Linked DNA regions of Astyanax mexicanus: region 1 is linked to region 2. A link is a contact called in public Hi-C data. All regions are on one chromosome and are shown on one strand. Each heading gives the region's core, a stretch centred on a gene start, on an enhancer-like site or on the middle of the called end of the contact. The rest is flanking DNA. Distances are from core to core; before and after follow the strand shown.

Region 1 (2,819 bases), core at 118-2,617, 73 kb before region 2:
AAATTCTGACGTACTTCCTTTTTTGCTTCACGTGTTTCCGAGCGGGTCAAAACCCGGCTCAGCACTTTAGTTCCTACCCGAACATAAATTCACAATGTGGCTGATATTAATGTTATTAAACTGTTTTTACCGTCTATAAAAATTATAATGACAATTTAATGGCAATAATATGGAAATAGTCATACTACATCTACTACAGCAACTTTACTAAATGTTTTGCCTTCTACTGGAAATTATAATACAATCTTGAATGTGCTCACTTTAGAACTATATATAAAATTTAATTATATTAAATAAAACATTATTTGCATGTATAACCAATATGTGCTGAATAAAACATGTTTATGTATTGCTGTTTTGATGTTAAATGCACATGCTTTGTATGTATAACCTATTTTTTTGTTATTAAACAGTTTTTTAAAACTGTTTACTGTAGAAAAAAGAAAATATGCAGTTGCGTTTGCTTTGCTATTTTAGAAAAATACTTTTCTACTTTTGAAATGAAAATCCTAGACAAGTTGTTCGTTACTATTTGATACTTTAGCCAATTAGTTCTTTTTATCTCCAGGATACGGTCGCGGGCTCCCTCTAGCGTTTACTAGTCATTTCGGATTAGACGAGGGAAGTAGGAAGTGGGCAGGTGTTCTGTCGAGTTGTGCTACCTTGTCAAACCGTGATACCCTAGTACTATTTATTGATTAATAAGTTAAACATGCAAAAACAGCACCATATTACAAACATTATTAAAAAAAACTCTCAGTAGAAGTCTAGGTATGATATGTGGATAGGCTAAATAAATGTATCAGGTTAAGTTAAAAAGTTAAAGGCATATACGTGATTAGAAACCGTTTTTATAGTGTTATAGTTTATTATTATTCTCAACTGCTATTTACATGCAGGTTGTGTAATGCGCCCAATAAAATCTTTAAGGAATTATCATGAAAAACGTGAAAACATATTTAAAAATGTTGGTCGGCGCATGCGCACTGTCCTAAACAAGCACATATCGATGGGTAGCAAAACTCGACAGAACACCGTTTCAGTATTTTAGTTCCTACCAGGAACTAAAAAAACGTTCGTAATGTGGTCTAGGTTAATATTTTTTTAGTTTTTTTCATCTATACAATTGTAATGAAAAATAAATTACAATAATTAAGTTATTTGGAAATAATCACACTATATATTTACTAAATGTTTTTTTTTTGTTTCGTTGAAAGCTAAATATTTTCTAATATAAATATTTTAGTTTTAGACATTTTAAATATATATTAAATTATACATAAGTATCATGTGTATTTAACATCAATATTAGAGTAAATCATTTTTTTTTTTTATCCAGCCTCTCCGGGCTCTGTTTCCAGTCGGACTGTAAAATTGAAGAGTCGGAGCAGCTGGATGTAAACAGAAAAAAAAACTTCAACAACTTTTTAAGCTGTAAACTTGCCGTAAAATGCGAAAATATTAAAATGAAGGGATAGAGAGTGTCAGCGGAGTGACTGTATCAGTCTGTTAGAGTTATATCAGTTTAATTAGTTAGACCAGGTTCGTGTTTTTCTGTAGTTAAAGGAATCAGAGCGGTTCTGGGTGAGTGTTGAATGTCATGGTGTCGTGTTTGTTTGTTCTCACTGTGTGTTAGTTCTCTTTAAATCCTGTTAAACTCAGTGTTTTACTCTAGTTTATGTCGTAAAACGGTGCAGTTGTACTGATATAAATGAGCTCATGTGTTTGATTATCCTCTGTTTAGCAGACATAGCTAACAGTGGCTAAGCTCACTTGTTAACCTGACTCTCTTTCTGTTTCGGTTTTAGGAAGATGTTGAGTTTCTTCGGGTTTAAGAAAGACTCGACGAAAAAGTCTCCGACCGAGAAAGATTCAGATGGGTTCGTTATTATTGGTGAGTTTTATAGTTTAAGGACTGGTTCAGAATTGAAACAATAAAAGTCGGCCGTGTGCTGTAAAATGAGATTTCTGGAAAGGAAGTGACTCATTTTTCAGTTTTATTTTTTTTTTGTCAGGAAGGATGTTGAAAAAACACTTATATAAAAAGCTCAAAGGGGACTAAATGTTAATGTGAATTATTAAAAAAATCGCAACTGAATAAAAAAAAGTACGTATTTTTGCCCAGTCGATAAAATAATAAATACATTGCTTAAATCCGATTTTTTGCTCAGATCGGATGCGCACATCGATACGTGTATAAACATCGCCTTCTTCACCAACAACAAAAAAACGACATATTTGAGTGACGGCTCGTAGCTTTATTAAGGTGAAATAGATGCGTTAGCAGCCCATATATGTGAAGAATATTTTGCTCAAGTAGAGAGCAAATAGCTCATCTGAAGAACATGCTCAGGTCGAGGATGTAAAAAAAGGCCAGTGGTTTGCTTTTGCTGTTTTTGCAGCTATAGATGCACAGCTGCACCTAGAGATGTGTGGGAACGAGAGAGAAGCACGTAGCGCATGCTTAAAAGCATAAAGACGCATGAATTCCGATTTTACCGTTCACATTCATGCCACATGTTCACGAATCGGATACGTATCCGATTTAGGACCACATATACAACTGACTCAGTTGACTGATTTGGCACATTCACACAGCCATGAACGGCTACATTCTCATTACCAGGTTGAAGTGACACAAATCAGATTTTTTTGCTCAGTGTGGCTCAGATCTGATTTTTTCATGGCTGTGTGAACATGCCAAATCCATTTTTTTTTTCAAATCAGATTTGAGTCACTTCAGCCTAGCAATGTGAAAGTAGCCTAAGTATTATAAGTTAAACACAATTATGTGAACATTTAACCTATCTAATTACTAC
Region 2 (2,789 bases), core at 163-2,662:
GTCCGTCCAGTAACGACCCACTTCCTCTTTCACCCCCCCACACAATTTATGGCCTCCTCATCTCTGCTCCTCCAAACTCCCAAACAATAAAGCCTGCGTGGACGTAAGGGCTGGGACAGTAATGTGTCCACTGAATCATCTGTGTGAGTGTGTGTGAGTGTGTGTGTGAGTGTGTGTGTGAGTGTGTGTGTGAGTGTGTGTGTGAGTGTGTGTGTGAGTGTGTGCGTGAGTGTGTGCGTGAGTGTGTGCGTGAGTGTGTGCGTGAGTGTGTGCGTGAGTGTGTGCGTGAGTGTGTGCGTGAGTGTGTGTGTGTGAGTGTGTGTGCGTGAGTGTGTGCGTGAGTGTGTGCGAGAGTGTGTGAGAAGCTTAAATATATAATAATAAATTATATAATAATATAAATAGATATTTTTTTGAAAATGAAAAGTGTATACTTTCTCATTCAGTGTTTTTTCCTACATAGTAAATTGATAATGAAATCATCCAGACTTTTAAGGAATAAACTTAAAACCAAAACACTCTGATGGCTGGTAACTCTGATGAACTGATGGTCTTCCTTTTTCTGGGGCAGTCCTGATGAGAGCCAGTTTAATCATAACGTTTTTGATTGGATTTGCGACTGCACTTGAGGATACTGTGAAAGTTCGTATTGACTTAACACTTTTTTGTTTACTATTCAATGTTTTTTCTTCATAGTTTGAATTGGTGACTTAAGTATTAATCTACAGTAGAGAAAATTTTATTTTAAAATTATTTTCTTAAATGACTTTAAGAAAAAAAACAACTTTTGACCGATACTGTAATTAAAATGTCTAAATATTTTATGTTTTTTTTTTTTTTTATAGAATGTGTCTTTTATAGAAGTGTCAGTAACACTTTATGATAAGGGTCACAAAGAACTACTTACAACAGTAATAAACACTGTTAAATGATTAAGTAATATCTCCAAAAATTATTAACTGATAACTGATACTAGTTTGAATGACTATAGTATTAATCTACAATACACAAAAAATAATGAAAAACCACTGAATTTAAGATGTGCCCAAAATTTTGACCAATACTTTAATTGAAATGTCTAAATTATTTAAAATTTTTGAACAAATTATTTAACTTATCCGGACAGTACAGTGGACATGGCAAAAACACCAGTGTATAAAAACTACATGAAAGGGAAGCTTACTGTTCCTCTATATTTGTAATAATGTGTTAATTCAAAGTAATTTTTTGAAAAATGTATTAATAAACAGCTTGTGTATGAAATTTAAACAACTATGCTGCTACACAAAAAATGCACATTTATATTGATATAGACTTGAGAGAGGTAGCACACTCTTATAAGAGTTTACAACAGAGGCAGATACATGCGTAATCGATAAATCTATAAAAAGCTCATGAGAGGGTTGTGTGTGTGTGTGTGTGTGTGTGTGTGTGTTTGTGTGTGTTGGGGGGGTTTGCAGCTGTAGTAAAAACCTCTTGCCGTTTCTTTACTTAAACGCTGGCATTTCTCAGTATAATGGTTAAGCTCTTCATCATAGTCAGATGGTTTCTTTATCTTTAAACCCTTAAATAATATCATGAGTACTGTTTTATCAGGCACAAACCACAGATAGCTTTTTTTCTCCCCATGAGCAAATCATCCCATGACTGCTTTTATTTTCAGGGTTTGTGGGGGAAAATTATCTTATTACTTAATCATTATGTCAGGCTAACAGCATGCTGTATTGTTTATAGTCCTGTTACTCTCACTACTATTGTGTATAAGGAATAGCCGAATTTACAAAAAAATACCTTAAAAGAACAATAATATAAATTATTTTTGGCACAATATATCACCCAAAAGAATAGTGGTCTACTTTAGAGGATGTGGCTTTTAAAGGATGTAACTTAAACAAAACCTGTATTATTGAACTGAATTGCTAGTTTAAGATAAGATATTGGAACAGAACAATATTCATTATTTTACATCATATTATTATTTTACAAAAGAAAAGTGTACTTAGAAATTGGAAACAGGTTTATGTTGGCCTTAAAAAGATTGGGTGCATGTGAGCAGTATACTATGCTATGTTTAGCTCAAGCTATCTGTGTGAAAAAAAAGGCCAGGGTGTGAACCAAAGCAAAGGCCTAAAGCTTTGACTATGACTCAGCAGTTATTTTAAAAAAACATCTCAGTACGAAAACAGGGCCTATATGAATGATTGGGTGTAAACTAAAATGGCTAAAGTAATTCACACCTTATTCACTGCTGCTGTTGTTTCTAATCTCAATGATTACTTCCTGAGAGCAAACCCCTGTTAGCAGTGTGCTTTGTTTAGCTACTGTTACTATAGTGAAATGAGCAAGTGTTGAAATAGTCACTAACCAATTCTAGCAGTAGCTACTGTAAATGTATAAGAGCAGAACGTGTCCAGACATGTTTTGGCATATTTACAAAACAATGAAAGTAGACGCTTTGCTAGAATGACTGATACCAGTAATGATTCTTAATGTGTGAAAAAATGTAAAAATGTTTTATACTTTAAGTTCAATTGAACATTTCAAGATTTTTTCTATTTTTTTAATTGTTGCATTTAGTAAAATAGTTGTGTAGTAAGATGTGCAGAGTTTTTTTCTCAGGCTGAAGATGAGTTTTGGATCTACTTTAAATGTATTTATTTAAACCATGTTGGTGGTTTGAATTACACAAACCAGTTACATTTTTTTTTTTTACTTAAACCAGTAAAAGGTTTGTTTGTCAGTATTAGCTAATACACAGTCCAGTACAGTCAGATTTTTTTTCTTAACAT

The links. A called contact is a pair of places that touch in the nucleus more often than the background predicts.
Region 1: a Hi-C map of muscle shows a contact between it and region 2, with 6 times the contacts expected there. The contact joins the promoter of umad1 here to the enhancer-like site in region 2. A contact is called at or near these places in 2 of 3 Hi-C or Micro-C datasets (blood and muscle).

Annotation. Positions count from the first base shown.
Region 1 is chr3:35,614,306-35,617,124 of AstMex3_surface, reverse strand. It overlaps umad1 (UBAP1-MVB12-associated (UMA) domain containing 1), which reads left to right and starts at 1,367. Exons shown (of 4, transcript XM_015602235.3): 1 at 1,367-1,584; 2 at 1,809-1,894. The coding sequence starts at 1,813. It overlaps rpa3 (replication protein A3), which reads right to left and starts at 19. Exons shown (of 4, transcript XM_049476424.1): 1 at 1-19.
Region 2 is chr3:35,541,039-35,543,827 of AstMex3_surface, reverse strand. All of the region lies in intron 3 of glcci1a (glucocorticoid induced 1a), which reads left to right. Among protein-coding and RNA genes, the nearest start is that of rims3, 36 kb to the right of the region's middle. Within about 2 kb of position 1,412, the one cell type or tissue checked has an H3K27ac peak away from gene starts, as active enhancers do.